Regions from separate parts of the Mus musculus genome. Here regions 2, 3, 4, 5 and 6 are each linked to region 1. The links are chromatin contacts, called in public HiChIP or PLAC-seq and promoter capture Hi-C maps. All regions are on one chromosome and are shown on one strand. The core of a region is the stretch at or near the end of the contact, and the rest is flanking DNA. Distances in the headings are between cores, read along the strand shown.

What was found. Promoter capture Hi-C pulls out the DNA fragments that hold promoters and counts their contacts. HiChIP or PLAC-seq counts read pairs in DNA pulled down with a chosen protein or histone mark.
Region 2: a contact with region 1 is called in a promoter capture Hi-C map of pre-B cells, with 2.4 times the contacts expected there. The contact joins the promoter of Psmb2 here to the promoter of Fhl3 in region 1.
Region 3: a promoter capture Hi-C map of liver shows a contact between it and region 1, with 6 times the contacts expected there. The contact joins the promoter of Mycl here to the promoter of Fhl3 in region 1. A contact is called at or near these places in 3 of 39 promoter capture datasets (liver and pre-B cells) and 1 of 484 Hi-C or Micro-C datasets (B cells).
Region 4: a contact with region 1 is called in an HNF4G HiChIP or PLAC-seq map of pancreatic cancer cells. The contact joins the promoter of Bmp8a here to the promoter of Fhl3 in region 1. A contact is called at or near these places in 3 of 39 promoter capture datasets (cranial neural crest, embryonic stem cells and hippocampal neurons) and 3 of 115 datasets of contacts at active chromatin or transcription factors (embryonic forebrain, extraembryonic endoderm stem cells and pancreatic cancer cells).
Region 5: an H3K27ac HiChIP or PLAC-seq map of bone marrow-derived dendritic cells shows a contact between it and region 1, with 9 times the contacts expected there. The contact joins the enhancer-like site here to the promoter of Fhl3 in region 1. A contact is called at or near these places in 4 of 39 promoter capture datasets (the 3T3-L1 cell line, hippocampal neurons, liver and 1 more), 1 of 484 Hi-C or Micro-C datasets (B cells) and 4 of 115 datasets of contacts at active chromatin or transcription factors (bone marrow-derived dendritic cells, extraembryonic endoderm stem cells, large pre-B cells and 1 more).
Region 6: a promoter capture Hi-C map of liver shows a contact between it and region 1, with 2.5 times the contacts expected there. The contact joins the enhancer-like site here to the promoter of Fhl3 in region 1. A contact is called at or near these places in 4 of 39 promoter capture datasets (3T3-L1-derived adipocytes, embryonic stem cells, hippocampal neurons and 1 more) and 2 of 115 datasets of contacts at active chromatin or transcription factors (bone marrow-derived dendritic cells and bone marrow-derived macrophages).

The regions. Positions count from the first base shown.
Region 1 is chr4:124,698,405-124,703,323 of GRCm38.p6, reverse strand. It overlaps Fhl3 (four and a half LIM domains 3), which reads right to left and starts at 2,625. Exons shown (of 6, transcript NM_010213.3): 1 at 2,473-2,625.
Region 2 is chr4:126,674,960-126,679,878 of GRCm38.p6, reverse strand. Psmb2 (proteasome (prosome, macropain) subunit, beta type 2) reads right to left here and starts at 2,236. Exons shown (of 6, transcript NM_011970.4): 1 at 2,034-2,236. The coding sequence starts at 2,124.
Region 3 is chr4:122,993,923-122,998,841 of GRCm38.p6, reverse strand. It overlaps Mycl (v-myc avian myelocytomatosis viral oncogene lung carcinoma derived), which reads right to left and starts at 2,911. Exons shown (of 3, transcript NM_001303121.1): 1 at 2,692-2,911; 2 at 1,824-2,328. The coding sequence starts at 2,772.
Region 4 is chr4:123,340,911-123,345,829 of GRCm38.p6, reverse strand. It overlaps Bmp8a (bone morphogenetic protein 8a), which reads left to right and starts at 2,578. Exons shown (of 7, transcript NM_007558.3): 1 at 2,578-3,446. The coding sequence starts at 3,122.
Region 5 is chr4:123,561,157-123,566,075 of GRCm38.p6, reverse strand. All of the region lies in intron 1 of Macf1 (microtubule-actin crosslinking factor 1), which reads left to right. Among named protein-coding and RNA genes, the nearest start is that of Gm31156, 12 kb to the right of the region's middle. Within about 2 kb of position 1,890, at least 249 of the 459 cell types and tissues checked have an H3K27ac peak or open chromatin away from gene starts, as enhancers often do. A contact at or near this core is called in B cells, bone marrow-derived dendritic cells, extraembryonic endoderm stem cells and 3 more, where this site is marked.
Region 6 is chr4:123,644,950-123,649,868 of GRCm38.p6, reverse strand. The region is part of intron 1 of Macf1 (microtubule-actin crosslinking factor 1); the gene reads left to right. It also overlaps the pseudogene Gm35241. Among named protein-coding and RNA genes, the nearest start is that of Gm12925, 18 kb to the left of the region's middle. Within about 2 kb of position 2,593, at least 6 of the 459 cell types and tissues checked have an H3K27ac peak or open chromatin away from gene starts, as enhancers often do. A contact at or near this core is called in liver, where this site is marked.

The sequences.
Region 1 (4,919 bases), core at 1,376-3,875:
GGGCTGGAGGGGTGGGGAGGTGAAGGGGTAGAGGAGTGGGGGGGTAGGAGGGTGTGGTTTAGAGAAGACAGTGGCTCTTCCAAATGACCCCAATCTGCTATTTCCACGAACACACATTATCTCCATACCTGACTTAAGTAAGACAGACAGACAGACAGACAGACAGACAGACACACACACACACACACACACACACACACACACACACACACACACACACAGGGCTGGAGAGATGGCTCAGCAGCTAAGAGCACTGACTGCTCTTCCAGAGGTCCTGAGTTCAAATCCCAGCAACCACATGGTGGCTCACAATCGCCCGTAATGAAATCTGATGCCCTCTTCTGGTGTGTCTGAAGTCAGCTACAGTGTACTTAAGATATAATAAATAAATATTAAAAAAAAAAAGACACACACACACACACACACACACAGAGTGAACTTCTCAGAGCTGAGTGGCAGGATATCTTTCTGTATGGTGTCCAGTGGATAACAGCTTGCTTGAGTCACAAAAAATACACCTGACTTGAAATCCTGTGACCTTGGGTATACAGTTTTCATTCCCTGAGAGTATAGGTGCAACCAGTTAAATGAGATACTATTACTACCTCCCTCTCCTAGGACAGCTGTCAAGCTAAAATGTGATAATCCCCATGACAGCTTCTGTAATAAGTCTGTAGTAAACGCTAATCACTGTAAGTAAACGCTAGTCACTTGTATTTTTACAACAAGCCCCTCAACTCCTACTGGAGCCAAACAGTGGTAGTCTCAGGTAGGCCCGAAGCAAGAGTTAACCTGGGATGTGACCTTGGGAGTCTTAGTGAAGTCTGAGGGAACCACTGGTACACATCGTAAGCTCTAGCCCAGCCAGTGGGATACCAGGGTGGGGTGGGGGGGACTTTAAAGACCTTAGAGATGGTTAGTTCCCAGGAGCACATACTTGCTAGATTCCTTGTCATCTACAAAATACACACCCCACGACCACTGCATCTCAGCTTACGAAAAGGAAGGACAGAGTATAGGTCCCCTTTAGAGCTCAGTACAAGATACCAGGGGCAGGCTAGGGGCATGGCCAAGGCTGTTCAGCAATTGGAGCAGAAGTGTCCTATCCATCAGAGGGGAACTCTGCCTAGAAATGCTTTGGTAGTGGTGGAAGGGGCAGTCATCCTTTGGGGGGGAGGGAGGGCGAACAGGAGATACACTAGAGCTGGCTGTCTTCCCCGGCTGCCAGCCTGCCATTGGAAGACACCCAGAAGTCTTTCCAATTACCCATGCCAACTGCTCAACCCTTTAGTATATCCCCCTTCCCCGCCTCCCGCAACCCCCCCCCCCCGCCCATCCCAAGTCCAGGAGGACCCTGGCCAGACCCCACAGCTGTAACTCAGAGAAGACCCCTCCCCCTTGACAAGAGACTTAGGGGAGAAATTAGAGCCCCCCCCCAACCAGGCACCAATCCCAAACTCTCCACTGCCCCTCTTCCCCACAGGGCCTGGAAGTCAAAGCAGTTTAGGGCGAAGGGAGCAGATCCTGCAGCTGCTCCGAGAACAGGAGAGGGACATTTCATTCACCCCAGAGTCCCCTAGGGCTGAAGCAGAGCGTCCAAGATTTGAGTTTAAAAATAAGTTGGCGCTGTCTTAGTGGCTGTGTGTGTATGGGGCTCTCTCTCTCTCTTCAGCTCAGCTTTACAGCCTCAGGTCCTCTGCCTCCTGGGGGATGGGCTGGCTAAGAGTCAATTTCCCCCTAGCCTTGCCTCCACCCTTTCAAGCCTGGGGCAGCTGTCAGTGAACACACTAGGTGTCTCTCCTCAGCGAACTCTAGCCTCCACTCCGTACCTCTCAGTACCCTTGAGCTTAGTCAGTACCCGTCTTTGTGTTTGGGTGAAGGTGTTCCTGTATCTCTGGAGCTGTGTCCCAGTAGGGCCTCCACTCTGGGGATCTCTATCCCTGTTCATATCCAAGTCTTGGTCTCTCTCGACGTCTCTATGTCTCTGACCTGAGAGTCTCTTTAGGCCTCCGGGAGGCAGATTTAGCGCTAGTCTAACAAGCTCCAGCCTCGGGGCCCTCCAAGGCCCTGGGAAGGGTGCTAGCAATGAGTTCCCTGGGGCCATACATTTGCTTCTTAAAATGCTCCCCAGAACCCGGGTCCCCGCCGTGCCTCGAGAAGTTCATCCGGCCATTCTCTGCCCTCGTTGGAGTGGTCCCGGTAGCCTCCTGGGGCGCGCGTCCTTGTCTGTTCTACCAGGCTCCCTAAGAGCCTCAGTTTCTCCAACCCTGCTGATCTCTGTAGCTTTTCTAGTTCAAACTTGGTCCCCACCCCTTGCAACTCTGGCGGTCCCCGCCCGGCCGGGAGGCGCGGAGCGGTGGGGTCCGTGCAGGCGCGTGGGGTCCCGAATTCGGGATGCCCCAGCAGAAGACAGGGGTGAGGGGCCCAGAGAGCGACCCTGGTCCGAGCGCAGCTGGGGCGGGGGACTCTCACCTCGAAGCGGGCGCGGGAGCTGGGCGCGCGCGGCGTGGGTGGGGCGGGAGCCGATCGCCCGGCGGCTCCTACCTGTGGGCCAGGCGGAGGGGGGCCGAGAGAGCAGCGGCGAGGTAGCCGGCTGCGACTGACTGTGTGGGCGAGTGGGCGCGCGGCCCTAAGCCTCCGAGGAAGTGCTCGGGCCCGCCCCGCCCGGACCCCGCCCCCGGGCCCCCAACCCGCCCGCAAGGGCCAGACCCCGCCCCCTCCTGCCTGCGGCGAGCCCAGCCCAGTCGAACCTGGTGCTCTGACCTCCTCGACCACTCCTTGCTCGCCCCCTGCAGCTTAACCCGCCTCCTGCGCCCTTCGGACCCCGGGGGACGGCTGGAAGCGATCTCAGGCCAGGGGTGCAGAGCTCCTAGGACTAGCTAGAGTCCATCTGGAGACCAGACCTCCCTTCCTCTTTTCCCTCTAGCTCATCCCCAGATGTTACACTAAACCTTAGCTTGGGAAGGAGGCCTTAATCCAGCCGGCTGGAGGCGTGGTTTTGATTCTGCCTTACCAGCGGAGATCAAGGTTTTTTTTTTTTTTCTAGAAACTTGGGCTAAAGAGAGCGAGCCTTTATCCTCCTCAATTTCAAAGGGCTTTATTCTATAAGCGACTGGCGAAAGCACAGGCAACAACCTCCCCATCCTCAACTGTGCCCTGGCACTGAGGTTTCTATAGTGCCCAGGAATAGTTTTGACCTTTGAGGCTCAGGGAGACCCTAATCCTCGGCCTCCCTGGCTTTGGGTTTCTCGAGAGGGTGTGTGAACAGTGCGAGTGGTTGGTGCAGGCAGGGGTGGTTAAGAAGGGAGGGAACTTGTGCAGTTTTTGATCCTCCAGCTTCTACCCTATTCCGGGAAGGGAGGACTAGTGTCTGCCAGGGACACGAGGCCCATCCAGGTCCTTGAGGCCACCCCCCTTGGGATCCTCAGGCTTGTCACTAGGAATAAATAGCCTTGATCTGGAGGGCGGGGTGGGGGTGGGGGAGCTCTGTTGTGCTGTTTGCAAAACAAGAGACAACAAACTAACCCTGGTAATAACCTTTGCGTCTCGGGGATGATTCAGATGTCCAGAGAGGCCCCCCCTAATTCAAGGCTGCATCCAGCCTTGCTAGCATTTTGGGGATTAAGACCCTTCAAGGCTGGTGTGGCGCCTTCCCTTCTGTATCAGGGGTCTGGTTGCTAGGTCCTAAGACAGCCTCTAGGCCAGGTTTTCTTTCAGAGTTAAAGGATTGCTTAAATGTTGTTGATTCTTAAATTGCAAATGCCACGAGGGCAGAGGTTGGGTCGGTTTTTTTTTTTTTTTTTTTTCACTACTGCATTCCCAGTATCTACTCCAGTGTTTGACCTGCAGTAAATGAGGGATGAATGTCACACACTGCTTTCATTTGGACCCCCTGCCACTCCCTGCCAGGCACCTACTATCAGACAGTCTGAGGGTGAGCCCTTCCTCTGGGACTTGTCTCCCAGGTCTAGGGAGCTCTATGTACAGGAATGCAGGAAACACTATCATTCCTGGTTGGAGTAGACAGCGAGAGGGGTCTGTCTGTCCTGACCTGAAGTGGGGACAATGGTGGGAAACTGTACTGTCTAGTTTTGTGTCAACTTGACACAATCTAGAGGTGTTTGTTTGTTTGTAAGGAGGAAACCTCAATTGAGAAATGCTTCCATAAGATCAGGATGTAAGAAAGCCTGTAGGGCATTTTTCTAATTAGTGATTGATGGAGGAAGAGCCAGCCCAGTGCCATGGTGGGTGGTGCCATCCCTGGGCTGGTGGTCCTGGATACCATAAGAAAGCAGACTGAGCAAGCCATGAGGAGCAAGCCAGTAAGCAGCACCCCTCCATGGTCTCCACATCAACTCCTGCCTCAAGGTCCCTGCCCTGTTTGTGTTCTTGTCCTGACATCCTTCAGTGATGCACTATGATGAAGTAGAAGTCAGATAAACCGCTTCCTCTTCAGCTTGCTTTTTGGTCATGGTTTCTTCCCGGCGATAGAAACTATAACTAGGGCAGAGCCTTCAGGAAAGGAAGAGTTGTTAGTGAGCAGTAAAGGTGCTTCATCTTGGGGTCTTTCTTCTTTTTTTTATGACTTGAAGTGCTATTGAAGGCCTTTACCAAGAGCCAAAACTCTGAGCTTCCAGTTTGCACCATTCCCTAAATACTTCACATATATAAACTCATGTAATTATCCAATAAACACATACATATATATATGGTGTATATCTGGGTGGTTTGTGTGTATGTGGGCTCACATGTGCATGCTAGTGCTAGTGTACCTGTGTGCTTGTGTCAGAGGACAACCCTCTGGAGTCAGTTCTCTTTAAAAATGCAATAGGGGTGTGGGGGCTAGAGAGATGGCTTGGTGCATGAGCCTGCTTGCTGTTAGCTTTCTAACACCATGACCAAAAGCAAGTTAGAGAGCC
Region 2 (4,919 bases), core at 987-3,486, 2.0 Mb before region 1:
CGCACTTCAAGGAGCTCCAGATCTAAGCCTTTTTCCTCCTGGGATCTAGGATTCACTGCTCTTCACTTTCAAAGCTTTCCCTAATCTCTCCCCACGGTCCATCCCTAAAGTCTCCTCCTCTTCTTCTTAAGTCTCCAAAGCTTGACTGCTCTAGTCTCAACTCAGCAAATACTTTCTAGTTTGTGTTACAGTTATTTTAACACACATCTGACTTTTACTGAATTACTAACATTGTGTGTGTGTGTGTGTGTGTGTGTGTGTGTGTGTGTGTGTGTCACACATAAGTGTATGGGTGTACCTGTCTCACCCGGGACAGAGAAGGACATCAGGCCATCCCTCACCTTATTCTCACGCAGCAGAGGCTCACCCTTTGGGCCTGACTGACTGACTGACTGGTCAGTGAGCTCCCAGGATCTGTGTTTCCTGCTCCCAAGTAGGGACACAGCCATGCCTGTTTGATCTTTTTTCTTTTAAGTGAGTACTTGGAATTTAAATTCTTCATGCTTACACAGCAAGCACACTGACCTACTCAACTATCTTCCCAACTACATAGTATTCTTTTTTTTCTTCCTCTTTTCAGTCCCTAGCACTGTAAAGAACACAGAGAGGCATGAAACTTGTCAAATGAACTTTTAATCCACTGAACAAAAGCTAGATATCTTTCAAACAGTAACATGCCTATGATCAGTCATGAAAACACTCAAGATTCTGTGGGTCAGTTGTCACTATAAAGGTAGTGAAGTTGTTAAGGGTAAAAGAGATCATTTTGCATAATGTCTACTAACTTGTTTTTGGAGTGCTGAGGCTGGGGCCTTGTATATGGTCGAAACATATGTTGCCACTGAATTGTAGACTCAGTCCCAAATTACACAGATTTGAACCTAGGTTCTACCACCTGTAAGCTTAGAAACTTTTTCTTTGATAATTTTAAAATTTTTATTTATTTATTTAGAGACTCTCTCTCTTGTTCTGCACAGGTGCACATTGCCACAGAACAGGTGCACAGGTCAGAGGACAACCTGCAGGATGTTGGGGTGGGGTCTCTTCCTCTGCCATCTGGGTTCTGGGACCAAACTCCGGTTGTGAAGCCTGGGCAAAAGCATCTTTACTACTGAGTTATTTCAACATCTCCTTAAGAAAGTTTTGTACATATACACACATATACACACACACACATACATATATACACATACATAGATATGTATACGCACACATATATGTACACACACACACATATATATGCATGTGTGTTATATATAATATATACTATATCTATACATCTTAGTTATACATATTCTGTCTCCAAAACTAACTGCAAGAAGGGCACATAGTAGAGCCAAACTTTTAACAAATTAAAATGTTAACGATGGACACACCTGATACATATATGCTTCAGTTTGTTAAGTGTTTGTCCAATGCTAACTCCTTCACTCAATCCTCTCAACAAGTTTTGAGTTGGTTATTAGTAATTTGAGAGATAAGAAAATCTGGGCACGGGAAAAAAAATAACGTACAAAACTCACAGAGCAAATAAAGAGAGGCCATCTCTGCTGCATTCCACTATTTAACGACAAGTAAAATCTAGCAGCCAGGGAAAGGCGGAAGAGGCTCTGAGGTGAGCCACTGAAGACAGCGGAAGCAGAGTGGAAATGCCAAACTCTGGGGAGTCTCACTCTCCCCAAGATCCCACCTTAGGGCACCCACAAATTATAACTTCTATCTGGGGCGACTGAAACTTGCCAGAAATTCAGAAATTGGAGGCGCCGGGCACACACTTGAGCTCTCATAAACTTAATTCCCTCACGCTGAGCAACTCTCACCTAGCAAGCCTCATCTGACCCAGAATCCCAAACTAGAGCCCTAAGCTTGTCTGCCGGCTCCCCCGGCTTCTCAATCCTGCAGTGCCAGCAGGGCAGAGCACACTGGGCTCCATCTTCCAAGCTGCCCAGAGGGAGGCCCACGGTCCCCTTCACCAACTCCCGCCGACTGCCCCTCCAGCCAGGCCCGCCGGGCCTCCCCCTGCTTCCTCTCACCGTCCTTCATCTGGACAATATTGCTGGCGGCCACTCGGTCGGAAGCGACGAGGACATAGTCTGGGCCCTGGATGCCAATGAGGTACTCCATGGTGCCGGGAAGCGGGAGGCTGCAGAGGCCACGGACAGGGACACTTCCCGGGTACACGACCTCACCAGTGAGACAGCACACCCGGACTGAGCTGGGGGTGACGCAAGACGCGCGACGGCCCAGTCACTGGCGCGGCCCAATGACGTCACCTCTCGCGAGAGAGCAGGCGGGAGCTTGGGTGCTTTTCCGCGCTGAGATTGCGGAGTGGGCTGGTCTAGAGGTGTGGTTTGGAAACGTAGCTGTGGGTGATGGGGCGTTGCGTTTCCTTATCTACCAAGTCGAATTTTAGAGTTTGCACGCAAATCAAGCCGTACCCTGTGTAAGAAGTACCAGCACGTGTGGGTGCTACAGAGGAGAGGAGGTCTTCAGCTTTCTGGTTTTCATTTCCTTGCTCGTTAAACAAACGGGAAAATTTTCCCTGCAAGCCAGATTGAAGAACAATTTCCCCGAGCCATAGAGTTAAGGACCAGGGGAGCAGCCTAGGACAACACATCTCAAAAGCAAAACAAACAAACAAACAAAAAACCTACTTGGCGGTGGTTCCCTCTTGAAATCCTAGTACTGGATAGACAGAGGCAGAAAGCACGTTAGTCAAGCCTGTCCCTCGAACCCACGGTAGAAAGAACAGACTCCCCAAAGTTTTCCTCTGACCATCACACTAGCGCGTTCATCCCCAATACAAATAATTTTTAAAAAAAATTTTAAATTTAAATATTTTACTATACTTCTGTTTCATTACATTTAAAATATTATTTTAAAAATGTATTTATTAATGTAAATGAGCTAAATACCTAATAAAAATGGGAAAAAAAAGTATTTATTTACACTCCAGCCATTGCCCCCCTCCCCAAAGTTCCTCATCCCAACAAATTTTTAAATGTTCACTTTTATTTACTTATTTTTTATATTTTGATTTGTCCCGACAGGATTTCTTGGCTACTCTGAAACTCACTCTTATAGACTAGGCTGACCTCGAACTCAGAGATCCACCTGCCTCTGCTTTCTGAGTGCTGGGATTAATGTATTGTGACACCACCACCCGGCCTTTTTTGAGAGATGGGGTATTACTACTATGTAGCCTTGGTTGTCCTGGAACTAATTTAATTGTGTTGACCAGACTAACTTCAAATTCACAAAAATCTGCCTTCCTCTAACTCATCAGTGCTAGAATTAAATTCCTGATCCACATGCCCTACATGAAATATTTTGGAAAGAGTAAGATAGGAAATTAGGGATGGACTGGAGAGATGGACCCGTGCTTAAGAACACTGGCTGCTCTTCTGGAAGACCTGGAATCAATTTCCAGTACCCATAAGGCAACTGGAAGACAGCTATCAGCAACTCTGGTGTATCTCTGTCCTCTGAAGGCACTTCACACACTTGATGCACACACATACATTCAGGCCAAAACCCCATAACACATAAAGTAAAAATAATTCTTTTAACAATAGAAAGGGTAATAGAGGAGAGACTACAATTAAACTGCATATAGAAATGTCTTAGTGAAACTTGTGACTTTGTACAGTTAATATACTTGTGCCGGCTAGTCCTCTGTCAACTTGACACAGACTAGAGCTATGTGAAATGAGGCAACCCTTAATTGAGAAAATGCCTCCATAAGGTCCAGCTATAAGGCTTTTCTTAATTAGTGATTGACGAGGGAGAACCAACCCATTATGGGTGGTGCTGTCCCTGAGCTGGTGGTCCTGGGTTCTATAAGAAAGCAGGCTGAGCAAGCCATGGGAAGCAAGCCGGTGAGCATCCCCCTCCCCCGTAAGGCCTCTACATCAGCTCCTGCCCCCAGGAGCTTGACCTGTTTGAGTTGCTCTCCTGACTTCCTTCAGTATTGAACAGTGCCATGGAAGTATAAGCTGTTTCCTCCTCAACTTGTCTTTTGGTCATGATAGTTCATCCCAGCAGTAAAACCTGTAACTAGGACCGTACTTTAATAATAAAACCTTTTTGCCAGTCAGTGTGGTGCACACCTTTAATTCCAACAGTCTGAAGGCAGAGGCAGACCGATCTCTGAGTTTGAGGCCAGCCTGGTCTACAGAGCAAGTTCCAGGGCAATCAGGGCTACACAGAAAAACCCTGTCTCAAAAAAAAAAAAAAAACAAAAAAAAAACCACAAAATAGAGTTTATTAAATATACATTATCTTTCGAATGTATCCAAAGGAATGTCTGCACAATAATCAAAACATTTCTGCACAGACTAATGTGTTGCACCACTGCGGTAGTGATGAAAAGAGGACCAACTTCCATGTTTAAGTAGAGATGTTTTACATATGCTGCTAATGGCACACAGTGATACACTACTCATCTATTCCAAAGAATGAGATGGGGCTGAGGTGATGGCACCATCAGTAAAGTGTTTATTTCACAAGCTTGAGGACCTCAGCTCAAAGCTCTGGAACCCACAGGCCTCACACAGTGCTATGTGCCTGTAGCCTCAGTGATGGGGAAATGAGGGGTGCAGGCCAGGGGGTCCCTGGGAACTCATGGGCCAGCCAATCTGGCATGAATGGTGACGTTCAAGGCCTCAAAAGACCCCACTTCAAAACAAAAGAGAAAGTGGAATGTGCCTAAGGACACACATGCACGCACACACACATGCACACACACACACACACACACAAATGAGTTGCCCTATAGCTCAAGATACATTTCACTGAACTGAAAACGAAATTGCTTTCCTCTTTGTAGAGGGATGCCATTTTATTAAAACAGTGAATATTCATCTGTGAGTGGAAAATATTTAGAAACATTTCAAGATCAGTTATACGCAGTTATTATT
Region 3 (4,919 bases), core at 1,662-4,161, 1.7 Mb after region 1:
TGGACAATCGCATTATTTCTCCATTAATAAAACCTGACCATTCAGCCCCCTGGCCTCAAAGCCTGTGATTGGCTGCCTAAGCTGTGTTTGGAATGCTGTTTTCCCCAGCCCCTAATCCCTATTGGCTGAGCTGTGCCGTCAGTCACCCTCCCCACCCCACCCCCTCATTGTTTGCAATCTGTTGCATTTTGTTCTAGGCCATGTGGCCAGAGAGTGAACCAGGAGCCCACAAACAGGTTCAGGTTAAAGGGCAGGTCAGGAAATGATTCAAGTTTCTGTACATCCCAAACCTTTAATTTTCATTGTTAAATCTCACAGCACAGAAGGCTGTATCTAAGGAAGGTATCATTTAGGACACCATTCTCCTTTGCAGAAAGTAGTATCAGATTCTACAAGATAAGGGATGTCCTCAGCAGGACAACCAAGTTCATTCCTCCTCATTTTCAAAAGGAGAAACGGAGGCCCAGGTCAGCCTCAGTCCCTGTTATTTTTATGATGGTCTGGATTGCTAATAAAGATCTCCAAACTTCCAAAACGGTCTCTCTAACAGCCCTTGCGGAGCTGGCTCTTCTCTAGGTTCTTGATCTCAAGCTTCCTATCTAAGTCATCCGACAAAACATAAATTCCTGTTGCAGGTTAAAAATGACCTTAACACAAATGCATCGAAGAAAAAGAGACTTTTTAATTCTGTTCTCATTTCCCTCCATAGCTGTACAACTTCCACATCCAATTCCCCAGTTCCCTCTCAAAAGCCCATGATTCTTGATTGCTGCAGTGACTTTTCTCTGTCGGAAATGAATGTGCCCAAAGCCTCCTGCTGCACCTGCAATAGCATCCTTTCCCGTGTACTTCTACTGAGTGGGGGGGGGGGGGGGCTCAGAGGCTAGGGGAAGAGCAAGGTGGTCTGAGCTCAGTGAAGACTGCTCTTCATCAGTATGGAGGGAGGCCTGGGGCGCTACGACCATTATCTCAATACCAGAGATGGGACCGAGCAGGAATGTTGAATGTAGAAGAGCAGCCGAAGCCCACAGATGTATTGGGCGGGAGATTGGATACCTTCCTAAGGCCAAATCAACAGGCATCGTGTAGCTCTTCTCAAACAAGCTATGAGGAAGACCCTCTAAACACCAAGAAAGACAGGGAAAGGAGTTGGGAAAAGAAGCGACTAGACAGCAGGAGGCTGGGGCTCACTTGACTGATTTCCTGTCTCTAATCCTCAGTTTTCCCATCTGTTAAGAGGAGCGTTTACTCTCCCTCCACCTGTCTCACTAGTCACTAGTGATGGGAAGTAGTAAGGACTGGGACTGGGGTAAGAGAAGAGAATTAGCAATTTAAAGTGCAGCAGGCGGGAGATGGAGGTTTTCGAGTGGAGGAAGGCTTTTGGTTCTGCTCAAAAGGTATCTCAGTCTTTTCTCCCTTAGGGAAGTGTGAGTTTCCCAGGGAAAGAGGCAGCAACAAAAAAGCTTCAAGCTTGGAGTGACTCTTAAGGGAACCCTTTCAACCTCCCAAGGACAGAAATCCCCTACAGTCCAACCCGAGTATTGTCCTCTCTAAGCGCCAACCCTCACCAAGTCGCCCTGGTCCCCTGGGGCTCCAATCACCATCAGAGGGACGCTGGCTCCCTCCCCACTTCTCCAAACTGTTTACCAACACACCCACGTGCCAGACAGACACAGCTGGGGGCTACACCGACAGCTTCAGTCAGAAAATGGGGAGGTGATGGGAAGGTTTAAGATCTAATGCCTGATTTCAAACAGCGGTAGATAGAGCTCTGGCCACCCAAGGGGTGCCTCCCTCTTAGCTAGCCCCCGGGTGGTCCTTACCAGAATCGCTGGGGCTCTCGGACCCGGAGCAGGCCTGAGTCTTGGGCTCGCCCAGCTGACATTGGGTGGCGGGCGCCGGGTTACTGGCTTCCAGACTAGGAGTGCCGTCCGGGGTAGCGGGCGCTTTGGGCGGGTTCCCCCGGGGCGCGCCTGGGGCCAGCCTGTCGCTCACCACTCTCTCCAGCCGTTCTCGGGCGGAGAAGCCGCTCCACATGCAGTCACGGCGAATGATGGAAGCATAATTCCTGCCCCAGGCTTTCGAATGGCCCCGAGATTCCGCCTCGTCCCCGGCACCCCCTCCAGGCCACGGCTCCCCGGGATTAATCCCAGAGGCTGGGTCCACGGCGCCGGGACCGGAGCCCCAGGGCGGCGACGTGGGGGGCGACGGCACCAGCTCGAATTTCTTCCAGATGTCCTCGCTGGGCGCCGTGGAGCGGTAGAAATCCTCTCCGCAGTCATAGTCGTAGAAATAGTGCTGATACGAGTCGAAGTCCATGTCCGCTCCCTGCGGGAGGGAAGGGGGAGACGAGCTGACTGCGGTGCCCGCCGAGGGAAGAGGCGGCTCCGAGTCCCTCGCTGCAGCTGGCTGCGGGGCTCTGGTCTCTCCCCAGGCCCACCAGCTTGCAGCCCGCGCCCTGGTCCCTGCTCCTGGGAAGCCTGGCCTGGGGTCAGCTCGCTCAGGGCAGCTCGCAACGGGCCGACCAGGCTGAGGGGAGCGAGTTCAAAGCAAACTTTGCCAGCACCGCCCGGAGCTCAGCTCCGGGGGCACAGCAGGGCCGGGCGGGGGCGCGCTGTCTCGAAGGCAGTCTGCAGCCTTGCAGCCCGCCAGTCCCCTGGGGACCCCTGCCCGGGCCACCCGCAGCCTCACCTCGCTCCCGCCGCCCGCCACCTGGAGCGGAGCGGCTCCCCGCCGGCTCGGGGAAGCCCGGCAGCCCGCACACACACACATGCGCGCCACCGAGCGCGCGGCCCCGCACTCACGAGCGCGCCCCCCGTGCGCGCGCCCCCCGCCTCGCTCGCACACGGCAGCCAGGACGCTCCCGGGATCGACGCGGGAGCGCGATCTGCAGGCGCATTGTTTCCCGACTGCTTTATATCTCGTCGCGTGCCCGGGGCTTGGGGACCAGGAGGGGGGGTGGTCCCTAGGAGACAAGCCCCTCCCCCTCCCGCCCCTCTCTCCGCTGGCGACAGGTGGGGCCGGCCCCACCTCCTGGCTGAACTGGTCGTTTCTATTCTATCCCTTGAAGCTCCCTAATAAATTGTACGCTGGGGAGCGCAGAGCAGAAGAGCTGATGCAGCCCCGCAGTCTCCTGGTGGAGGCGTGACTGTTCGAGAGGCTCCCGCGGTCCAAGCGACTTAACTAAAGCGGCGCTCCGCGCCTACTCAGAGCCAAGGACTAGAGCTGCTCCCTGCCCCACCCTGCTAGTCTACTTCCCGGGGCGCGCCCCACCAGGTTCAGGTGCGTCCCACCCATGACAGAGGAGGTGGTGGTGGTGATGGTGGGGCACACACTGCACCTCCACCGCGCCACCTGGTGGCCCTCGGCCCTGAACCCAGGCTTCTTCAACCCATTGCTTCAGTAACCATTAGCCCATTCTTTAGCTCAGTGGCTTAAACCTTGAATAGCAGTGAAGATTCCGAGCTAGAAAGCCTGCAGTATATATAATCCCTCGGAGCCCCAATTTTACTTGTGAAATGAAGGAATGGTAATGACTTCACAGGATCGCCGGGCTGAATTTGTTTACTAAAAAGATAGAGCACCTTAGGAAAGGACATGAGAGAATTCGAACAACAGCAGCTTTATCCCTGGGGAGGGTAGTGAGACCTCTGTCATCCCCCAGGTCATAGCTGACACTTGACCCTTCCTTCACAGCCCTGCCTCCCAGAATTCATCCTCCACACAAAACTCTCCTAACGGCTGTTTTAGAGATAGGAGTGTAGGGGTGTGGAAACTTCATTCAGGCCCCTGTTTTGTGCTTCCTAGCTGTGGGATCAAAGTGTTTGAAGTTTTGCATGACATCCCTGGCCGAGACGATGGAGATATATATATATTTCCTTTGTGTTATCATAAACAGGCTACCTTCTGAGAAAGGAAAAGACTAACTAATTTAGGTCCAAGGAAGGTAACTTAGGATAGCAGCCAATTCATCTAGAATCCTACACCTGGCATCAAGGTCTGGTGTCTGGTTGTCTGCCATCCTTCTCTTCCTCCTACTCTTTTTGTCTAACTACTCAGAACTACAGGCTGTTGCCATCCTAACAGACTGAAGCCAGAAGGATAAACACGTCCCGTTGTTTTGGGCCAGGGAGGTGTGAGATGACCCACGAGTTGGGTGAGAAGACAGGGGGTGTGTGTGACTCTCCATTTTCCATTTGTTGTGTCTAAGGTGTGTGTAGGACATCCTTGAAAGCAGGAATTGGCTCGCTTTGTAGTCCCTGCACCTAGAATGACTTCTGGCAATATTTACGCACTGGCTTCCTGAGTGACCTAGCCAACCAGATTTTATTGAGACGGCCTGTATGCCCTGCTCTGTGCTGTACTGGGAGGCCCAGAAAAGGCTCCTGATTTGGTTGCAGCCTTGGTGCAGAGGGATTAGACTCCCTTTCAGGGTCTTGTTGTCAGGCATGCAGATGTCTGTGGTGGTTGCTGCACTTTCCGGGGTCTTGGTCACAATAACAGAAACCAATGTAAGCAGGAAAATAACTTTTAAGGGAGATATTGTTGCATAGAATTCACAGGAGGCTTGGAATCTATATTTGGAAAATAGGCCTACCTGAGTTGTTCATTTTGTTCTTTTTTTTTTTTTTTTGAAACAGATTCTCACTCTGTTGCCCAGACTGACCTCACTAAGGCCAGGTATGATGGCTCATGCCTGTATTCCCAATACAATCTTCTTCTTCTTCTCCTTCTTCTTCTTCTTTTTAAAGATTTATTTATTATTATATATGAGTACACTGTAGCTGTCTTCAGACACACCAGAAGAGGGTATCAGATCTCATTGCAGATGGTTGTGAGCCACCATGTGGTTGCTGGGATTTGAACTCGGGACCTTTGGAAGAGCAGTCAGTGCTCTTAACCGCTGAGCCATCTCTCCA
Region 4 (4,919 bases), core at 1,329-3,828, 1.4 Mb after region 1:
GGCAGCATCGTCCTTAAAAGCCCAACATTTTCCCCCTTTTCTTTCTTCTTTCTGTTCCCCTCCTCCTATTCCTCCCTTCCTCCTCCCATTCCTTCCCCTCCTCCTCCCCTTCTTCCTCCTCCCCCACCCCTTTTCCTCCCCTCCTCCCCTCCTTTCTCCTCCTGCCCCTTCCTCCCCCTCCTCTTCTTCCTTGTTCTGTTTTTGTTTTGAGACAAGGTATGACTGTAGCTATGAAGGTAGTCCTGGTTGTCTTGAACCATGTAAATTATTCTGGCCTTGAATTTACAGCCGTCTTCCTGAACCTTCAGTTGTTCTGTGTTGAAGTTCACTCCAGTTCTCCCTCCCAGCCCCACGCTCCCAAAAATAACAGACTCAAAATATATTTACAAATACCTTGACCATATAACTAAACTAGGCTCTTCTCTGACTAGATCATAACTTCAAATAACTTCAATCTACACTTTGTCACATGGCTGGTCACCTGTGCTCAGATACCATCTCAGGTGGCATCTATCTCATCACATCTTCTTGGGTGAATCTCCCAGAATCATTACTGCCTACAGGATGTCTCACCTCCTATTTCCTACCTAAGCTATAAATGATGCTTATAAGAGATTCTACAGCTCTGTGTCTTAAAGGGGGCTTTGAAGCAGTATGGAAATTGACCTGTTGGATAAAAGACAGACTGCACATGCTTATTTGAAGGGTTGAGTTGATACCTGAAACTTTGAAACAAGACTGGAGAAATCTGGGTTTAGTTGCCAGAACATCAGGTGGCTCACAATGGGCTGTAATTCCAATCGCCCTCTTCTGGCGTCAGAGGACACTTGCACACAGGAGGTGCACACATTTAAGAAAAAAGAAAAATGGGCTGGTGAGATGGCTCAGCGGGTAAGAGCACTGATTGCTCTTCCCAAGGTTCTGAGTTCAAATCTCAGCAACCACATGGTGGCTCACTACCATCCGTAATGAGATCTGATGCTCTCTTCTGGTGCATCTGAAGTCAGCTACAGTGTACTTATATATAATGATAAATAAATCTTTGAGCTGGAAGAGACTAAGAGAGCAGAGTTGGGGGCTGGAGAAATGGCTCAGTGGTTAAGAGCACTGACTGCTCTTCCAAAGGTCCTGAGTTCAAATCTCAGCAACCACATGGTGGCTCACAACCATCCATAATGAGATCTGATGCCCCTTCCTGGGGTGTCTGAAGACAGCTACAGTATACTTAAATACAATAAATAAATAAATCTTTAAAAAAAGAGAGAGAGAGAGCAGAGTTGGCCAGAGCAAGAGGGGTTGACCAGAGCAAGTAGAGGTCCTAAAAATTCAATTCCAAACAACCACATGAAGGCTGACCTGAGGTAAAGTGCTTAGCACTCAGGTTTCCCGGTTTTTTGTTTGTTTGTTTGTTTGTTTTGTTTTGTTTTAAGCCTTTGTGGGGCACAGTAGCACATGCCATAATCCCAGAGGCAGGGATAGGCAGGCATATCTATGAGTTTGAGGCCAGCCTGTTCTATAGGTCAAGTTCCAGGTCCGCCAATGCTACATTGTGAGAACCTACCTCAGAGCGGGGCAGGGCTGGTATAGAAATCTGGAGAAGACATTCAGAAATAGCACCTCCCAAGGGGAAGGAAAAAAACAAGCTATCGGTCTTAGACCTCAAGTGGCTGAAGGACAGAATGTATTCGGTGTCTACTGTATCTTTACATCCTTCAGTGATGTTACCGATATGGACCAGAGGTGCAAGGAGCTGGGCGCCATTGCCCTCGTATCAAACTCCAGACCGCAGGTGGAAACAGATCCAAGACCCCCTGGATCTGGAGCCCAGTCAACCCTCAGCGCTCTTGTTTGTTCAGGAATGTGAAGATTAGGCAGGTTGAGGTTGTCACTCCCATCCCGTGTGACAGAACTTGAAGGAAGGGGGATCATCGTGATCTGTGAACAGAATTTCTCAAAAATTATTTTGTTAATAAATTGCTTTGTGTAAGCTAAGAAAGAAAGAGAGGGGTAAAAAAAGGAAGAAGAAAAGGAAAAGAGGCAGCTGTGTGCCTATAGTGGCTTGTAAACACTAATAGGTCTGAAAGCCCTGTTACCTGTCATTATGACACTCCCAGTCTTGACACAGCCAGTCCCTCTGCTGGGTGCTTTCCTCCTACTGACTTCCGTCTTTCCTGTTCTATTCCTTCCAGCCTCCCGGAGCTCTTTCGCTGCTCCACTTGAGCCACACCAACACCTTTATGGTCTGTATCAGTGCTGTGGCAGCCGCCTTGGGAGGCCGGAGTGCATAAAGGGGCGGAACCAGTCAGGGAGTTTTTGCAAGGTCTCTTTCTTGCAAGCCCCTGGGGAGTTGTCACAAATGAGATAAGCGAAGGTGACCCTACTTCAGGAGGCTCAGAGCCCTATCCTGGGTTGGATCTACAAAGGGAACCGCTGGGTGAAGAAGAAGTCTGGAGCGGAGGAGTAGCGGGGGCTGGGCCCTGGTTCCTGCTGGCAACGGAATGTGTGCCCCACCCTCGCTGCACTGCTGGCACCCGCCCCGCCCCGACGGCCGGAACTAGGGGCGCATGCAGAGACTTCCAGAGCAGAAGGTGAGACACTACGGGTCCTACCGCTGCTCCGGGACTCAGGATCCCACCCTGGTGCCTGCTTCAGAGGCCCCAATGTCTCCTCGTGTAGCCAGGTATGAGCCCCGGAAGCTGGATGGGGACCCAAGACACCCTTAAAGGCCTCTCTTCAGCCCGTTCGTTCCCACCTACGGGTGCACCAGGCGGCTCCCACCACTTCGCGCACAAGTAGTAGTGCGACCATCCCCAGGCGTCTTTCCGCACTCGGACCCGCCCCCGTGATCCCATTGGCTGGTCGGGGAAGGGGCGGGGCCGAGGAAGAGCGCTCGGCGGTCTGAGCTGCCACCAAAGTCCTCCTGCGGACACTCGCAAGTCAGCGCCGTGAGAGCCCACGTTGCTCTGAGGGACCTACCGACGCGGCGATCGCCTGCCGAGTGCGTGGTGAGCAGCTGCTGTAAAGCTGCCAGCGACAGGTGCGCCGTCTGGTCCTCCCCGTCTGGGCGTAGCGCCCGAGCCCGACCAGCTACCAGTGGATGCGCGCCGGCTGAAAGTCCGAGATGGCTATGCGTCCCGGGCCACTCTGGCTATTGGGCCTTGCTCTGTGCGCGCTGGGAGGCGGCCACGGTCCGCGTCCCCCGCACACCTGTCCCCAGCGTCGCCTGGGAGCGCGCGAGCGCCGCGACATGCAGCGTGAAATCCTGGCGGTGCTCGGGCTACCGGGACGGCCCCGACCCCGTGCACAACCCGCCGCTGCCCGGCAGCCAGCGTCCGCGCCCCTCTTCATGTTGGACCTATACCACGCCATGACCGATGACGACGACGGCGGGCCACCACAGGCTCACTTAGGCCGTGCCGACCTGGTCATGAGCTTCGTCAACATGGGTGAGTGCAGGGCGTCAGGGATCCGGATGGGGCGGTAGGTGGAGGAGAGGGTGGCCGCCTGTCGGGGGATGATGCCCTCGGGTAATACAAGGCCCCTGGGACAGGGAGCCATGGTTCAGTAAAACCACAGGGAGGGGCGACTGCAGGAGATCAGGATTGGAAGGTCCGTTTTTTGCGCCTGTGCCCAGGGTCTTTGCCCCACTAAGGCACCCAGGAGTTGGGATCTGGAGATGTCCAGGTCCCCTAGGTAGCATCGGAAAACAGTCCTGGGTATACTGATGAGTAACCAGACCGTGATGCTGTCACTGTGATAAACGCAGCCCTGAAGAGAGGGAGGGACAAAGTTCAGTGTGGAAACCTGTGGTCATATCAAAATGACCAGAGCTGACCCTCACGCCCGGACAGCGGGCTCTTTCTGTGGGTGACTGGGTGGGGTGCAGTGTCAGGAGGTGGAGTGGACAGACTCAGACATGACTGTAGTCCTGTGGGCCTGGGCTCTAGCAGCTGGACCTTGGCCTGGCACGGAGAGTGTTCAGGCCAGTGAGTGACCCAAGGGGCAGCTGTGAGTCCATTCTCCCGAAGCGTGGCTCCTCCTTTCTCCAGGGACCTATAGACATCAGGACCACTTTCTCCTACGAGTCTTTTATTTTTTTAACTTACATGTATGAGGGTTTTACCTGCATGTGTGTCTGTGTACCACATTCATGCCCAGTGCTGGCAGAGGTTAGAAGAGAGCATCAGATGCCCTAAAACTGGCATCACAGTTGTGAGCAGCCCTGTGGGTGCAGGTTCTCAAGAAGATCCTAAACATGGAGAGGTAGCAGTTACAGCCCCACATGTGGTCTGTCCTGAGTCCCCTCCCTGCCCTCTAAGCAGGAGAGAGTATATAGATCCCTGCTGCCCTGGAACTTTCAGTCCCAAACACCCACCTTCTCCCTGTGCTGTGTTCCACCCTACCTTGGCCACCACCAGCTATGGATGGGGGGTTGGGTAATGCTCTCTGCCTGCCTTCAGGTAGGGAAACAAGTGGCTCCTGAGCCATCCTCCAGCTATAACCCCCACCTTTAAATTAAAAAAAAATTGTGTGTGTGTGTGTGTGTGTGTGTGTGTGTGTGTGTGTGTGTGTGTCCGTACAAGATTTTCCTGTCTGTCTGTATATGTACCAAGTGCATGCAGTGTCTCATGGGGGCAGAAGAGGGTGTCAGATCCTCTGGGACTGGAGTCAGAGATTATAGGAAGTCATGAGCAGCGAGTGCTGAGCCTACTCTGCAGCCCCAGCTTCTAAAAGTCTGAAAGATAATTTTCCGGAGGTTTTCCTCACTGTGGGTCAGACCCCCCGCCAGCTTTGCTGATGCTCGTGGCTATTGAGCTGGGCAGGTTTGAATGCCCAGCTTGAGCTGAGACCAGGGAAAGGACCCTGCCCTGGCCACCAGCCCAGCAGAGCCTCCTAACAGCAGGTGACCATCAAATCTC
Region 5 (4,919 bases), core at 641-3,140, 1.1 Mb after region 1:
TCTTACCGGTTCCTTTTCCCAAGACAAGATACTTCTAGGAGGATTCATCCTCTTCTAGGCTAAGAAGTGTGGATGGGGCATGCACTGAGTACTCTTGTCACAGGCTGTGAAGGTGGCCTACAGCTTAGTCAAGGGGGAATAGAGCTAGCTGAGGCGCTTTCTTAATAAGCAATAGCAGGACTATTAGCAGTTTGTAGGTGGGAGTGAAGGAACTTGTCAGATGACTGAGGAGCTAACAGGACTGTGTAAGCTGTCTGGCCCAGTAGGGGAGCCTCTGTTCACTGTTTCCTCCTGTGGTCTTTTGGGAGACTCTTCATAACCTTGCTGTCCTGGGTGCCAACCCCTCCCCCATGGCTGTCTTCTGGAACAGGATTGAAAGCAGCATTAGCCTAAAGAAGTTGTTCTATTTAGGGAGCTGGAGCTAAGGGCGGCGATTAGGTCCTTATCAGAAGCCGGCCTCAGCGAGGTGAGGGCAGAATTGGAGTCGTTCCTGACAACCACTGCAGGGATAGGGTCAGAATCATGAAGAGGCAAAGATGGGCAGGGCTATCTGAATGAAAAAGCCATTCATTGTGTTTTTTCAGCATTCCAGTGTCTGGTACAATTAGTCAGGACTTGGAAAACAAGTTGGACAGACAAGCAAGCTGCCTTCCACTGATGACTACAGGGATTTCTGGCCTGGCTGACTTAGGTGCACTGACTGGAGAAGAAGAGAGAGGATATAGATAGGAAAGGGAATCGGGCTTTGTGATGTCACTTCTGGCTGGATACGGGAAGGAATGGAGCAGCAAGCAAATTGTATGCTGACGGGGACTGCTAAGCTGTTTGCCACGGGCTTGGGCTGGGCTGTTTTATAAAGAAGGTGAAGTCAGAAGTTTTGGGCAACTGTAAGTTGGGGGAAGAATCTCCCTTTAGAACCTAGAAATCCCTTGACATTGAACAGTGTCAGGGCTTGCCTGTGTGGCCTGAACTGTCTCAGTCGGCTAACAGTTTAGATGTGCTTCTGCCTGAGAAGAGGCAAGCCCTTGCAAGGAGCAAGTCGTTGGGCAACGAATGCACTGTCCCTGACTCGGCAGTAAGCCATTTACTCACTAGCTCACCTGCTACTGTCTAAGATGCACCAGGTCACACGTTTCTGCTCTGTAAATTCAAAGGCCAGCTTCTTTCTCCCTAGGCTTATTTAATATCTTGTTTGGAGTTTTGCATACAGAGCTCCCATCTCTTCATGCTATGTTGGTCTGGAAATAGTGAGTGGTTGCCGCTTTTGAATAAGTGTCTACCTGCAGATCTGGGCCCAGCCTTTGGAAATGATCTGGGGAGGAGCTTCTTCTCTGACCTCAAGGGAAGAAGGAGGTCAGTAGGAAGTTGTGGGTGGAGTCACTTCTCTGTTCTTTTCTGTCCTGTGTGTGTGTGTGCCGTCACACAGCCCTTTGGCTATCTGTCTCTGTTCACCTTTAAGTCCACTCTGAGCAGCTGCAGAGGGTGCAGAGGCCACTAACTGGAAGTCCTTTGGGACCCGATTTTCTAAGGTGGGGCCAGTGGAGCCATGTGGCCCAGTTACCAAGATGAACATGAGTTCAACGCCCACCTGGTGTGCCGCATGTGCTGCATGGGTTAGTATGTGAAGGGTTTTCTTGTCTTACAGCCTTGTGCTCTTGGACTCACTGGAATGCGCCTCCTTTGAAGCCCTGCAGGCATTACACAACCTTTGGGCTTTTGAAATGTGGGGTAAAATGGACTTGGGTTCCCCCACTTCCTGGGTATGTCTTTGGCATGAGGGCAATTAAGAGCCCAAGCTTTGGGTGTGGGGCTGTTTTATAGAGTGTGAATTCATGCTCTTGCATCTGTCTGTGTCAGGAAGCCACTTTTAGTCATGCTGCACAGAGCTGAAAGACGGGAGGGTGGGGAGGTGGAGGGGGTATTTTTAGCAGAAGTTGGTTGGTTAGGGAGTTCACCTCTGGGGGAGGGAGAAGTCATAGCCTAAGTTTCCTCTTTGGGGCCTATTGCTAGTTGTTTTACATTTTCCTTTCTAGCTAAGCTAGAGAAACACACTTAGGATGCTTTGGGAACAGAATCTGTTGGAGGTCAAGGGTGGGGCCTGTTAGCTGTTGCTTAGGTCCCTTGGCTAGGGAGGGGAGAGCCTTAGATAATGTTCTATGACCTTGACCAAGTGGTCTAGGTTTTTTGGATATGTTTCCTGTGGGGTAGAGACTGGTGCTGGCCTGAGAGCAATCCTTCAGTTCTCTCTCTTTTAGAGGAGGGGGAGTTGGGAGAGGAGGAGGTGTTTCAAGACAGGGTTTCTCTGTGTAGCCCTGGCTGTCCTGGAACTCACTCTGTAGACCAGGCTGGCCTCGAACTCAGAAATCCGCCTGCCTCTGCCTCCAAGTGCTGGAATTAAAGGTGTGCACCACCACTGCCTGGCCTCAATTCTTTTCCTTATAAAACCAACCCAACCCAAACTAAAACTGTCCTTTACTCTGAAATTGTCCTCCTATTTTTTACATTAAAATACCCTTTGTTGTATAAAGACTTTGTTATTAGATGGTAATTTCTAGATAGTCTTAATCATCTTCATCTTTTGGTTTTTTGAGACAGGGTTTCTTTGTATACCCCTGGCTGTCCAAGAACTCATATCTGTAGATCAGGCTGGCCTCCAACTCAGAGATCACCTGCAGCTGCTGTCACCACCAGTCAGGTTAGATCTCCTAATTAATTTGGGGAGTTTACTGGTCAATAAGATAGTATGTCTTTTGATTTTATTCTTTTGGTTTTCTTAAAACAGAACAAAAATGTAATCCAGATTGGTTCGATTTTCCTAATATTGAAATTACTGGTGTTTTGATTCAGAGGGGTTCTGGGAAGAAATCTAGAGGAGAGGAACAAGGGCAAAATTCTGACCTTCTGCCTTCAGGGTTCGTACTCCCAGAGGTGTATACTGTACCATGTTTATGGCACAAGGAGAGGCAGCATTAGGCAGTTATTGCATGGGTGTTTAGCTTTGTGTCTTTCCAGAGAATTCCTTCCTGGGACCCGAAAAGAGTGGTCTGTGTTTGAAAGTGCTTAGAGATAAGCTCGTAGCCCAAAGGTCCCTTTTAGTAACTAACAGAGGAATGTAAGGAAGTCAGAACCTCCACTGACTAAGGGAAAATCTTCTGTACTTTCAGCCCTTCATTCCCCCAGCAGTGCTTCTCAGCTTTCCCTAATGCTGCAACTCTTTAATACAGTTCACGTTATGGTGACCCCAACCATAAAAATAATTTTCCATGATACTTTATAACCGTAATTTTGCTACTGTTATGAATCATAATGTAAATATCTGTGTTTTCTGATGGGCTTAGGTGACCCCTGTGAAAGGGTCATTAACCCCCAAAGGGGTTATGACCCACAGGATGAGAACCACTGGTCTAGAGGCTCTGTAGCCTAGTTAATAAAGAGAGCCACAATCAAAACAGGAACTTGCTGCTCTATCACTTAATGGTTACACAGACTAAGAAAATTGCTTAATTTTTTTGTGCCCTGATTTCCTCGTTGTTAAGAAGGGGATTAAAGCAGGTCCTAGTTCATGGAGTAGTTATGAGGAGTATATGATATTATAGTGTCTTCCATACACATTCATAAATACTAGCTGGTAATTGTAGTAATATGTGAAATGCATATAGTATAAGTCTGTTCTTCTCACTGTTCCTCTCATACAAGTCAGACTTGTGACTGTATGCCTGGGCACTGTACTGGTGACTGTGTCTGGACACTGCAGGGAGAATGACTTTGGATGCTCTTTGTTCCTTTGGGTAGATTGTCTAGTAGCTAAAGATAGTTCTCCCCTAAGCTCGGCCTAACTCAACTCACAGACCCACAGACCTGTGACTCTTTCCTGAGAAGGGAAGCCAGATTTACAGCACTTGGGCTTTCTTAGGGGCGCAGCTATGGCTCTTAGTCAGTCTGCTTCAGTTTGAAATTTTTTTTTTCTTGGTTTTTCGAGACAGGGTTTCTCTGTGTAGCCCTGGCTGTCCTGGAACTCACTTTGTAGACCAGGCTGGCCTCAAACTCAGAAATCCGCCTGCTTCTGCCTCCCGAGTGCTGGGATTAAAGGCGTGCGCCACCACGCCAGGCTCCTAATACGACTTTCTTAAGAAATAAAAATTTAAATTTGCATTGAAGATTCCAGAGTTGCTATTTCCCTAAATCCTAAGTAACCCTCGTTGAAGCCTTCTCAGCATCACTAATCCTTGATAGTAGATGTTCTTTGTGAATCCCTGTCTTGACACTTCATGTTACTCCTTTCTCCTTGATTGCATGGCACATTATTGTGCTGGCTTGTACTAATTCCATGGAGGCAATATGCATAGTGGCTACAGATCTATGATTTAGAATATAACACAGATGAATTGTACTATGAATAGCAGGCAGAGATCATACACTAGTGGAACTTTAGATCCTAAGCTAAAAGTTTAAATGCTATCCTGAATGGGAGTACCAGGCTATGGCATTATGTAGAGTTGGGTTCAAGTGTGACTCTTGTGATCTTGAGCATGTTGCTTGTCGTTGTTAGGGTTTATTGTTCTATAAATCAGCATAGTAGCTACTTTATAGAGCTGTTGAACATCAGAAAGAGTATATGGGGTGCTAAGCATAAGCAAGTAGATATTCAGTAGGTGATAACTACTAATTTTTGTTTTGTTTTTGAGTCTTACTTTGTCACCCTAATCAGCCTTGATCATGCTAAAGTCCTACTGCCCCAGTCTCTTGAGTGCTAGGACTATAAGTATGAGACATCATACCGAACTTCTGAATCTACTAAATCAAAACTGAGACTACTAACTCAAGCCACCTGGAAGATTTTAAGGCAAACAGTAGCAAGATCAGTTTTGGTAGAAATACTGCAGGCAGCTTGACAAGGGTGGCTTAGAGTGGGGAAACCT
Region 6 (4,919 bases), core at 1,344-3,843, 1.1 Mb after region 1:
TACATCTTGTTTGTTTTCTGACTTTAAAGATGCTATGGTACCGGGGGCTGGAGAGGTAGCTCTGTGGTTAAGAGCCCTGACTACTCTTCCAGAGATTTCCAACACCCACGTGGCAGCACACAATTATCTGTCCGGTCTCAATCAATCCCAGGGGAATCTGATAACTTATGCAGGCTGCAGGCATTGCATGTAATCGGTACACATACATAATATGCAGGCAAAGCACCCATGCATACATAAACATCAAATCAAAACAAACCAAAATGAGATGCTATAGTACCTTCAACAAATAGGCTGATGATGATTAAAAAAGTTCAATAAAAGCTCCAGAGATTGGGAGGTAAGTAATGATTTGATTATGGTCTTTAAATGTAACAATGTTTTTCTTGCCATTCATTCTTTAATTTTTTTTTTTTTTTTTTGTATTTTGAGACAGGGTTTCTCTGAGTAGCTCCGGCTGTCCTGGAACTTACTCTGTAGACCAGGCTGGCCTGGACTCAGAAATCCGCCTGCCTCCCATGTGCTGGGATTAAAGACGTGCGCCCCCACTGGCCCAGCGGCATTCAACAACTTTCATTGCGACTATTTCCTGTGCTTCTTTCCACCTGTCATCTCCTCAGCTCTACTGTTATACAGCAGTCCAAAGCTGTTACCTCTTACTTGGACTGCTACATAGTTGCTATTAATTGGTCTGACTTAACTATTTCTCAGAAAGCTTTTTTTCACATTCAAATCAGAGAAGTAAACCTCAGAAGTATGAAAGTAGCTATGGTCGGCAGCTCTCCACCCCCAAGAATTGGGAAGGTTGAAGCAGAGGGATTGTATGGAATTTGAGACCAGTCTTACAGTCTTACCTATAGAGTGATGCCTCCATTTTCTTTTTTTTTTTTTTAAAGATTTATTTATTATATGTAAGTACACTGTAGCTGTCCTCAGACACTCCAGAAGAGGGCATCAGATTTCGTTACAGATGGTTGTGAGCTACCATGTGGTTGCTGGGATTTGAACTTGGGACCTTCAGAAGAGCAGTCGGCACTCTTAACCATCGAGCCATCTCACCAGCCCGAGGCCTCCATTTTCTACAACAAAAAATACAAAATTGCTGGGCTTGGTGGTGCACGCCTTTAATCCCAGCACTCTGGAGACAGAGGCAGGTGGATTTCTGAGTTCAGTTTGAGGCCAGCCTGGTCTACAAAGTGAGTTCCAGGACAGCCAGAGCTACCCAGAAAAACCCTGTCTCGAAAAAACAAAACAAAAAACCAAAAACCAAAACAACAACAACAACAACAAAAAAATAATCAGGTAGAATTTTTTTTTTTTTTTTTTTTGGCTTAAAAAGTCCTACCATGGACCCAGAGAGATGGTTTAAGGCCTGCCTAAGATACTGAATGAGTCTACCCTGGGCAACTTTTAGTGAGATCTATCACAAAATTTATAAAGGAGAAGAAATATAAAAGGCTGGGGGTGTAGTTTCATGGCCGAGTGTACGCCTAGGTGTGGGAGGCTCAGGATTCAGTACCCAGTACAAACCAGAAGCAAAAGCTTCCTTAGCAAGTCCCCATTGCCTGTGTGATAATGACTGAATCCACAACAAAGCCTGTGGTAGTTCAGTTCTGCCTCTTGGCCTTTTCCTTGCTCTTTTCTCTTTATCACTGTGAAGCCATGTTCAGCTTCCTTAGCTTGCAGGGGTGGAGAATGTTGCTGTGTTTGCTTTGCTTATATTTTGTTTCTCTCTTGAAATTCTTTTGTACCTGTTAAACTAACCTGTCAGCAGGATGTTAAACACAATTCAAGCTAGGCCTTGGTAGTACAGGCTGAATTCTCAGCTACTGGAGAGAGTTGGGCTAGGAGTAATAACTAGGTCAAGGCCTACCTAGCTAGGCAACTTAATGAAACCTGCTTTGAAATAAAGAACCTAAAAGTTAACTGGTAGGGCACTTGTCTAGCAGACGTGAGACCCTGGGTTCAATGTCCAGTACTGCCGAAGCCATGGGGAAACAGCCCAGTAACCAGGCAATCATTGTTAGGAAATGCTTCTCTCGGTTGTGTATAACTTCATTACTTATGTGCTTGCCTTTTCGCACTAGACTCTCTGTTCCCTAGCTGTGCTTAGCATTGCATTTAGGATGTACAGGTACAGCATACATGCTGATGAATGAACACTGTACACACAGATTCCTCACACAAAGTAAAACCTTGTCTAAAATGAGAGTATACTATAGCTTAATGACTGCGCTTATTCTAAATGCTTGGAACCAGAAGTATTTTGATAGACTTTTAAAAGTAATTTACTTTTGTGTGCACTGGTGTTCTCTGCCTGTATGTATGTCTGTGTGAGGGTATTGGATCCCTGGACTGGAATTACAGACAGTTGTGAGCTGCCATGAGAAGGGAATTGAACCTGGGTCCCTTAGAAGAGCAGCCAGGCTTTTAACTGCTGAGTTATCTCTTTAGCAATCAGTGCCCCTCTGCGTATTTCGAAATTTTTGAGTTTGAAGATTTCTTTTTTTTTTTGATGGTGGAGATTGAAGCCAGGCCCCAGGCATGCAAAGCATGTGCTCTGCCTCTGAACTACACTCTTATCTCTAAAGCAGTTCTAGTGAACCCTGTTTGTGTACTTTCTCACCTGAGGTCAAGTGTAGAATTTTCATTTATGAGATCATGTAGATTTTTAGAGAGTTTTGGCTTTGGCATCATTTTGGACTTAAGTTTTTTGTTTTTGTTTTTGTTTTTCAAGACAGGATTTCTCTGTAGCCTTGGCTGTCCTGGAACTCACTTTGTAGACCAGTCTAGCCTTGAACTCAGAAATCCGATTGCCTCTGCCTCCCAAGTGCTGGGATTAAAGGCATGCGCCACCACGCCAGCTTGGACTTCAGTTTTTAATTAGAGGTGTTCAACCTGTGTTTAGATGATAGAAGACATTTTGTTATCCTAAGGACAATGACATGAGATCTTGAGGATTGTGTATTATTTTTGTACTTTAAAGTTTCAATTCAGGGTCTAGCCTTGGCAATTCCAGTACTTTGGAGGCAGAGGTGGGAAGATTGCCACAAATTTGAACCCAGGTTGGTTTACTTTTCAGTAACCCTATAGTTTACTATAGGTTAAAACTGTGGAGTTCCAGGCCAGTTAGGATTACAGCGAGACCTAGCATCAAAACACAATAAATGGATAGATGGATGGAGAGACAGACAATTCAAAATTTTCAGTTTGGGAATAACAAAACAAAATTAGCTTTAGAGGGGCTGGAGAGATGGCTCAGTGATTAAGAGCACTGACTGCTCTTCCAGAGGTCCTGAGTTCAAATCCCAGCAACCAAACGATGGCTCACAACCATCTGTAATGAGCTCTGATGTCCTCTTCTGGTATGTCTGAAGACAGCTACAGTGTACTTATATATAATAAATAAATATTTTTTAAAAAGTTAGCTTTAGAAACACAGCCATGGCTAGTCTAGTGGGTATTTGTAGAGGCATCTCTGGATCCTGAAGGCTGACAGCTTCCTAATAAATCCCAAGGCTTGATCTTCTTTTAGTTTGTTGCTTAAGAAAACATCAAATGTCACATTTTTTCTTCAATGTGAATTACTTCATACAGTATTGTCAAGAAAAGGACCAGAAGAATTTTTTTAAAGATTTATTTTATTTATATGAATACATGGTAGCTGTCTTCAGACACACCAGAAGAGGGCGTTAGATCTCATTACAGATGATTGTGAGCCACCATGTGGTTGCTGGGAATTGAACTCAGGACCTCTGGAAGAACAGTCAGTGCTCTTAACCACTGAGCCACTAGAAGGATTTTTTGATGACAAAGATTTGTGTGTGTGTGTGTGTGTGTGTGTGTGAGAGAGAGAGAGAGAGAGAGAGAGAGAGAGAGAGAGAGAGAGAGAGAGAGAGAGAGAGAGAGAGGTGGGGGGTGTCAAATCTGGAGCTTCATGGACCTACTAGCAGCAAAGGAACAAAAGTAATGAAGGCCCACACAAGCTTTGATATGTCCCACTGAAGGGAAAAAACATGCTTCTAACTCTAGAGCAGGAGGCCAGACAGAGATTGCCAATGCCTTGTTCAGAGCACTTAGAAAAGGTTGTTGCTTCCATGGATGCTTTGGGTAAAGCTGCCCAGGGGAGGGAAGATGCTTATGCCATCTTTAGACTGGTTAAGACAGTGAGACCTGGTGCTTAGAAAAGGGGCATTTGTTGAATGACTCATCTGGCACAAATTCAAGCTGTGGCCTCTAACTTGGGACCTAAATAAAAGATATAACAGGAAAGGATTCTTTGTGATGCCTTATGTGGATTGTTTTGTCAGACTAAGAGTTGAGCAACAAGCCCACATTGAAGCAAGAAAGAAAGGTTTACAGAAGTCCAGAGGTCAGGCATTGTCCTAGATGCTGTCCAGGAGTATGGTTTCGTTGTTCTTGCAGCACAGTCTGAGTTCTCGAATCTGGTGAGCAGTTTAGAAAGGAATGTTCCAGCCAGGTGTGGTGGCACAGGCTTCTAATTCCAGCACTTGTGAGGCAGAGGCAGGTGGGTCTCTTGAGTTCAAGGTTAGCTTGGTCTTCAGAGCAAATTGTCCTAGGACAGCCAGGTTTACACAGAGAAACGGTGTATGGTGATGGGGTGGGGTGGGGTGTTCTTGTTAAAAAATAAGTAAAATAAACCCAAAATTAACCATTCTCCCTAAAAAAAAAAAAAGCAAAGATATTTGTTCACTAGCTCTAATTATCCTTTAGCTCTTAGAAGAGTACCTGTCTGGTATGACAGATGTAAATTCTCACCCTTTTTACTGATAAGAGACTGGTAAGAACCTAGTAACTAGTTCAAGGTCAGGTGGCCATTAGTATTAAAACCAACTCTCTTCCCTTGTTGAGGCAGTTTACCTATGTAGCCCAGCCTGGTCCTCCAGCCCTAGCCTTTC